Linked DNA regions of Mus musculus: region 1 is linked to region 2. The links are chromatin contacts, called in public promoter capture Hi-C maps. All regions are on one chromosome and are shown on one strand. The core of a region is the stretch at or near the end of the contact, and the rest is flanking DNA. Distances in the headings are between cores, read along the strand shown.

Region 1 (3,387 bases), core at 642-3,141, about 12 Mb before region 2:
TTTTCTTTCCAGCTTTCTATCCTGTAATAATTAATACTTGGTTCAATGACCTACCCCAGGCAAGTCTAAACGATTTTCAATATCAAAACTGATGTAACTGTATTTGACCCAGCATTCTGAGAAAGAGGGACCAGAAACTAATGAATGCAACATTACAGTGGGATGGATAAGCACCTTATAAGCACCTCAAAAGATAGAGCAAGAGTGTGGCTGACAAGATAGTCTTCCTATCATTCACGAACCACTTCTGTATGCTGAAGGGCTTTTAGAAGGAAGTACCTGAAACAAAACCGATTCCAATCATCTGTTCTTAGACTAAAAACTTAGTTTTCAGACTTGAGTTCAAATAAAACTTTCACTTTTCAACATTTTATGGCAAAAGGGACAAAAAGAGAGTTTAGAAAGCATGAACTATTTCTGGGAATCTTGGAAAGTAAGACATAAATAACCTGTATTTTATTTCACTACTCTTCACAAAACTCCATGGCATTAAAACAATCTTAAAATCCTAGTTTATTTATAAAGGAGCAAGTTCCTATGTTTTAAACTCAAAAAAAAAAAAAAAAAAAAAAAGTCCTATGTACTAAAAACCGGGGGTGGGGGGTGGGGAAACATCAGAAATATTTAAAATTCTAGATCATTTCAATGATTGATTGAAACACTGTATATCCCCGTTGCCCAGTACAGCAGCCACCAGCCACACTTAGTTGTCTGTGCACGTGACATGTTTTAGTGTCGCCACTGATTTTAATTTTAAAGCATTATAATTTTTTTCAAATGTGGCTGGCAGCATACATAGTATGAATACCTCACAAGTCCACTAACTTAAAATCCAACTATCTAAACTCTGGAATCCCACCTCAAAACAGGGGCTCATTAGTAAGACAAGCAAGACCTGTTACCTACTCTCAGAAAATAAACACCTGGTTTGCCTTTATGTATTTGTCCCAACTCAGTACCACAATCAAGTGGCTAACACTGGGTTGAAAGGGAGTCTTGTACGGATAGTAATATATAAGTTTCTACCGTCGTCATACCTGAAGTAGGGGCTGATTGCAGCAAGAACGTTTCTATGACAGGAAAATGTTTTCCCGTGATCCACTTCCACTACAATGTCTGTCAACTGTCCTTCATCGTACATTGTTTTGAGTTGCTTAAGAATACTGCAAGCATGGAAAGGATCCATGGTATCGTTGGCTGTGTCTGAAGATGGAATCCCATTCGGTGTTGGGGAAGACTTACTTAAATCTAGGAGAAAAATCGCACAACCACAAGAAGTTCGAAGCCAGTTTACGGCATCGTGGGTTTTTTTCCCCCCCACCCCGTACACAAACGTCCGTGTGTGGGCACAGGAGCGCCGACACAGGCTCTAGGAGCCGAGAGCTCAACAAGGGCGAACAAGTTCCCAGGCCGGCGCGCTCCTCCGGAGCCCGGCGAGCCCGGACCGCCGCGCTCGCGGAGGGAGCGTGTGAGGCGAGCCAGCCGAGCCGGCAGCGGCGGCGATGCGCGGGGACTCGGCTCCGGGTCGAGCGCGGGACGGAAGGCTCCCGAGGGCAGCGCGATCGAGGGCGACTGCCAGGGCACCCCTCAACCGCCTCGCGGGCGGCCGGTACCCAGACGCCCCATCTTCGCGGGCGCGCCGCCCACCGCCCTCCTCCCCATTCATCCTCGCCTCCGCGCCCGCCGTCTCTCCATCCTTCCCTCCCGCCTTAAGGCCGCCGCTTCAGGTTGTGGCCGGCGCCCGCGCTCCTGCTTCCCTCCTCCGACACTGCGGGCGGCCGCACCACGCCACCCACCTGCCGACGCGGCCATTACTACAGGGGCCCCGGCTCCGGTTATTTAAAGAGGAAATGTCATTGCGTTTCGCTCGCTCCCGGGTTCCGGCTCTGCTAAGCGTTGCCTAGCCAATGAGGGTGGCTGACCGAGTCGGCTCCTCCCCGAGCCTCAAAATACCTGGCTCTGATTGGTCAGTGCGCGATTACCAGCGCGTCGGGAAATGTAGTTTTAAGGCCCCCGTTCCCGCGTGCTCCTAGTCGGACAGAGGCCCAAGCCGAGCATTTCTATTGGCTAGCTGGGCGGAGGAGCGCCCCGAGCCCGCCAGCCTGTGCCTTGAGATGCACAGCGCCCGCTGGGAAATGTAGTCATCTGGCTGAGGCGAACTGTCACTCTGAGGAGTGAGGTAGGAAAAGCTCTTATTGAGCAAATTTCCCCGGCAAGGGCCTCTCTCCTAGTCTCGACTCCACTTTAAAAATAATTGTCTTCATACCCCAAATTCCCTATCCGTGACTAGATTCTGGTATGAAAACGCGCTCTGCACGAGGGCTATGAAACTCCGAAAAGTTGGAAATGGTCAGGAGGGCTGTTATCCAAAAATACAAAGGATATAAGACAACCCCCCCCCCCCCAACACACACACACACACCATCGATAGGTCTCTGATGAGTCACCTGTAACGCCCACTTGAAATTGCATCCCCTTAGCCACATGCCCCGCTTTTCACAGATCAACTGGGTCTGGTTACATGGCCACTCAGGACCTGAATCCACTTGGCTTGCATTTCTAGCACACCAGGAAACACCTGTCACACCGAAGAGCGCTCGAGTACTCAAGGGAGACTCGGATAATTGATTTCCCCTGGGCTTCTTGAACGTGAAGAGGGCCTCCGGCTTTCCTGTGAAGAGATGCTGGAGAGAGGCTGAGCCTGGCGCTCCTCTGGACCGTGCTCAACCCTGGCTCTTGCACAAGCTCTTCCAGCCCTTGAACCTCTCTTATAACAGCGAGCACTCGGCATTCAGTCTACTTCATAGTTTTTTGCAAGAAAGCAGGGGTTTTATTGTTGACCTATTTTTTTTTCTTCTCCTATTGTGTGTGTGTGTGTGTGTGTGTGTCTGTCTGTCTGTCTGTCTGTCTGAGTCTCTGTGTGTGTGCATTTGTATCTGTGGTTTGGTGTTTTGTTTTGTTTTGTTTTGTTTGCACGAGTGGATGTACATGTTGGGGGGCGGTGCAGGTGCACGTGGAGGCCGGAGATTGGTGTCAGAAATCCTACAACGCTGCTTTTCTACCTTATACAGTGAAGCATGGTCTCTCAATCGAAACCCAGAGATATTAACTCTCTCTCTCTCTCTCTCTCTCTCTCTCTCTCTCTCTCTCTCTCTCTCTCTCTCTCTCGGCATGGCAAGCACTTTAATCACGGAGCCATCTCCCCAGCCACCTTGTTATCTATTCTGATTTCCTCATCCTGTTTCTGGCATCTAACAGGATGCTCTGACAAGTTGTAGAAACTTAAAAGATGAATGGAAAGCGAAGTGAACAAATACTTGCAGATACCCCTTTATCAGTGAATGGGAAGGAAGCTTCAGTAGAGACTTAGTTCACAGTAGTAACTTT
Region 2 (3,479 bases), core at 90-2,589:
TGGCCAAAGAACTTAAGCAATCCTGTTCTCTTAGTGCAGAAGTTACAGGAGTTCTATCACACTAGCCTTTTACTGTGTTCTGGTGATTCGAACTCAGGTCCTTGATGAGCAGCATACACTTTACTGAGTTGTCTCTCTTGCCTATTGCGAATATTTGCCACACTTCCATGCCAGATCTCTGGTTCGGTATGAGAACTCATAGGTAAGAAGAGGCAGGGAGAGGCTTCTTGGAGATCCTTTGCAGAGGCCGGCGAGGTCAAAGCGATTTTCTGTTTTAAAGATAGGGCCTTACTATGTCGTCCTCGCTGGCTTGGGAACTCCCTCTGTACACCAGGCTGGTTTCAAAGAGCATGATGTGCTTTTGCTACTTGAGTGCTTATATTAAAGGCGTGCACCACCACACCTGGTAAAAGTTATCTTAATCTTAGTCATTCTCATTCTCTCAAGAAGGTGCAGTGGAATTTTCCATAACTATGCAAAAAAACAGATAGTAAAATGTTGAGAAGCAGCTAGACGATCAAATTGTTTTCTAAAGGAGACATTAATTTTTTTCTCATCAATTTTTGTTTTTGTTTTGTTTTGTTGGTTTTGGTTTTTTCGAGACAGGGTTTCTCTGTGTAGCCCTGGCTGTCCTCGAACTCACTTTGTGGACCAGGCTGGCCTCGAACTCAGAAATCCGCCTGCCTCTGCCTCCCAAGTGCTGGGATTAAAGGCGTGTGCCATCACCGCCCCGCCAATTTTTGTTTTTGAAAAGTTACTTGTCATGATAATGTTTTGCCAACACTACATACTAGTATTTTAAAACATAAACCCTATGCAATTAATGTTCCTAGAGAACACAGTTTTTAGTTTTGTTGTTTTGAGTAAGGAGATCAGTGTTCTGAGCTAACCCTTGTTTGACCAACCACAGACAAAACTTGCTCTCCGTGTCTGCACGCCTTTTTTGCAGTGGTTTCCTCCCACTAAACCGCACTTCCAATTCTGCCCGTCAAACGTCCCATTCCACCTAAAACATGATCCCCGGCGCTGGCCCGGGTCTGTCGCTGCGCGGGGCAGCGTTGTGGGGACACCCACGGGTTCCCCTCCTGTTGGCCTAGAGGTTAAACTCAGCACCTACTGAGGCTCTAGAGAAGCATCCGGACTTCCGGCTCAGCTAGGCCACGCCCGGCCGCTTCCAGGCTGTGGCCGCCCGGAAGAGTACATCAGACCCCGGAGTCAGAGGGGGCGGTTCTGGCGCGCCACGCCTAGTGAGGGTGGGGCCACGCCCACACGGAGAGGCGTGGTCTCTACCCGGCGCGGGAAAGGGGCCGAAATCGCGTGCGCGCGCTCAGTCAGCGACCGCGCGCCACACGTTTCGGGAGGGGATGGCGGCAGCGGCGGCTGCTGGGAGCGGGACGCCCAGAGAGGAAGAGGCTCCCGGAGGGGAGGCAGCGGCTTCGCAGGCCCAAGCCCCGACGAGTGCACCCGGGGGAGTTCGCCTCTCGAGGCTGCCTCTGGCGAGAGTAAAGGCCTTGGTGAAGGCAGACCCTGACGTAACGCTGGCGGGACAGGAAGCCATCTTTATCCTGGCGCGTGCCGCGGTGCGACGGGGAAGCAAGGGCGCCTGGGTCGGGGAAAGGGGCGTGGCATCTAGGGGGCGTGGCGCTAGGGGGCGTGGCGGGCCCTGGTACGCCGACCTGACTTGACTGAGACCTAGGAAGGCCTCTGTGGGCCCCGTTTGAGTTGGTTAGCCACTCTCCTCTTCACGAGGACCCACGCAAATTTAGTTTGCATGGCTCCCACGGCTCACACAGAACTTGAAGGGGATCCTAATGAATGAGTAGGGTGGATTTGGAGATATTAGAGCAGGGGGATTGGAGCTATGGAGAGGGATAGCAGAAGTATTTTCATAAGTTCAGTACAATGGTAGCTTCTAGAACTTTCCTGTGTGGTAGAGTTCCCCCTTTACCCTTCTTGTCCACGTCTACACAGGATTGCTCATCTCAGTGGGCTAGAGTCCACTAATCTCTGCTTGCTTTTTTTTTTTTTTGTTGCAGGAACTGTTCGTGGAGACTATCGCAAAAGATGCCTACTGCTGTGCTCAACAAGGAAAGAGGAAAACTCTCCAGAGGAGAGATTTGGGTAGAGTCGCTGTGGTACCCCAGGGTGGACAGGGGAGCTATGGGCTGGGCTTTCTTATAGCTGTTTCACAAGGCATCATTGAAGCAAGGGGAAATTTGGCTTTTGGTTTATTTGTCTACCTGGTAACCCTTCCACATGTGTAAGCCTTTAGAGACTGTACCTCTCATTCCCTTCTATGCTGCCAAACTCTTTTTCTAGTATCTTTTTTTTTTGTTTTTGTTTTTCGAGACAGGGTTTCTCTGCAGCCCTGGCTGTCCTGGAACTCACTCTGTAGACCAGGCTGGCCTCGAACTCAGAAATTCACCTGCCTCAGTCTCCCAAGTGCTGGGATTAAAGGCGTGCACCACCACGCCCGGCCTTGTTCTAGTGTCTTTAGAGTAGAGAGAAAAGTGAATTTTGGAATAAGACAGGATTGTAGGATGCCTTGAACAGCATTTTCGCTGGCTTTTGAGGTGAGACAGTTAAAAGAATAGTGAGTGTAAAGATGGATCTTAGGACCTCTGGGTTACAGTTTGTAAGTGATGTCATTTGCATAAAATTCCATGTTGGGTCTGATGTCTGAATGGCAAGAGCCAATCAAGTATCCCTTTACCTTGTGTTTCAGATAATGCAATAGAAGCTGTGGATGAATTCGCTTTTCTAGAAGGTGAGTTCACTGCCTGCACAGACTATTTCTCTGTTGATGATGTGAGCTTCAAACCTTATAAAACCTTATAAAACAGATGTGTGGTTTTCCTTTGTATACATGGCAGCAATTCTCCCTGTTTTGATAGAAAAAAAAGGAACATTTTCCATTCTTGGGGAATTAGAAATTCTACAGGGAAATTGCAAGCTTAAAAGAAGAAGGAGGGAGTATATAAATTACCAGTAGAATTGGATTTAGATTTTGAATCCTGTTTATATCTCCAAACTAAATATTAATATTGCTCCTTTATAATGTTAAGAATTAGAAACAATTTGTAACTTTTTTTAAGATTCCTTTTTATTTACGTGTATGTGTGTTTCTATATGCCAAATGTATGTAGGTACCCCCATAAGAGCCAGAAGAGTAGTGTGAGCTGCTAAACATGGGTGCTGTGAACAGGGCTTCTGGAAGAGCAGCAAGCACTTTTTTGTTTTGTTTTTGCTCTATTTGAGACTTGGGTTTCTCTGTGTAGCCCTGGCTCTCCTGGAATTCACTCTGTAGACCAAGCTGGCCTTGAATTCGCAGAGATCCTAGAACTACTTGCCTCTACCTCCAGAGTGCTGGGATTAAAGGTGTGCTTCACAACTGCCTGCTGATGAGCATGAGGTCTTTTTTGTTGTTATTTTTTCGAGACAGGATTTCTCTGTATAGCCCTGGCTGTCCTGGAACTTAC

Evidence for each region. Promoter capture Hi-C pulls out the DNA fragments that hold promoters and counts their contacts.
Region 1: a promoter capture Hi-C map of pre-B cells shows a contact between it and region 2. The contact joins the promoter of Kbtbd8 here to the promoter of Pole4 in region 2. A contact is called at or near these places in 2 of 39 promoter capture datasets (liver and pre-B cells).

What each region holds. Positions count from the first base shown.
Region 1 is chr6:95,116,384-95,119,770 of GRCm38.p6, reverse strand. Kbtbd8 (kelch repeat and BTB (POZ) domain containing 8) reads right to left here and starts at 1,891. Exons shown (of 4, transcript NM_001008785.5): 1 at 1,797-1,891; 2 at 1,038-1,248. The coding sequence starts at 1,812. It overlaps Kbtbd8os (kelch repeat and BTB (POZ) domain containing 8, opposite strand), which reads left to right and starts at 2,140. Exons shown (of 2, transcript NR_153843.1): 1 at 2,140-2,179.
Region 2 is chr6:82,650,725-82,654,203 of GRCm38.p6, reverse strand. It overlaps Pole4 (polymerase (DNA-directed), epsilon 4 (p12 subunit)), which reads left to right and starts at 1,339. Exons shown (of 4, transcript NM_025882.3): 1 at 1,339-1,580; 2 at 2,037-2,121; 3 at 2,726-2,767. The coding sequence starts at 1,365.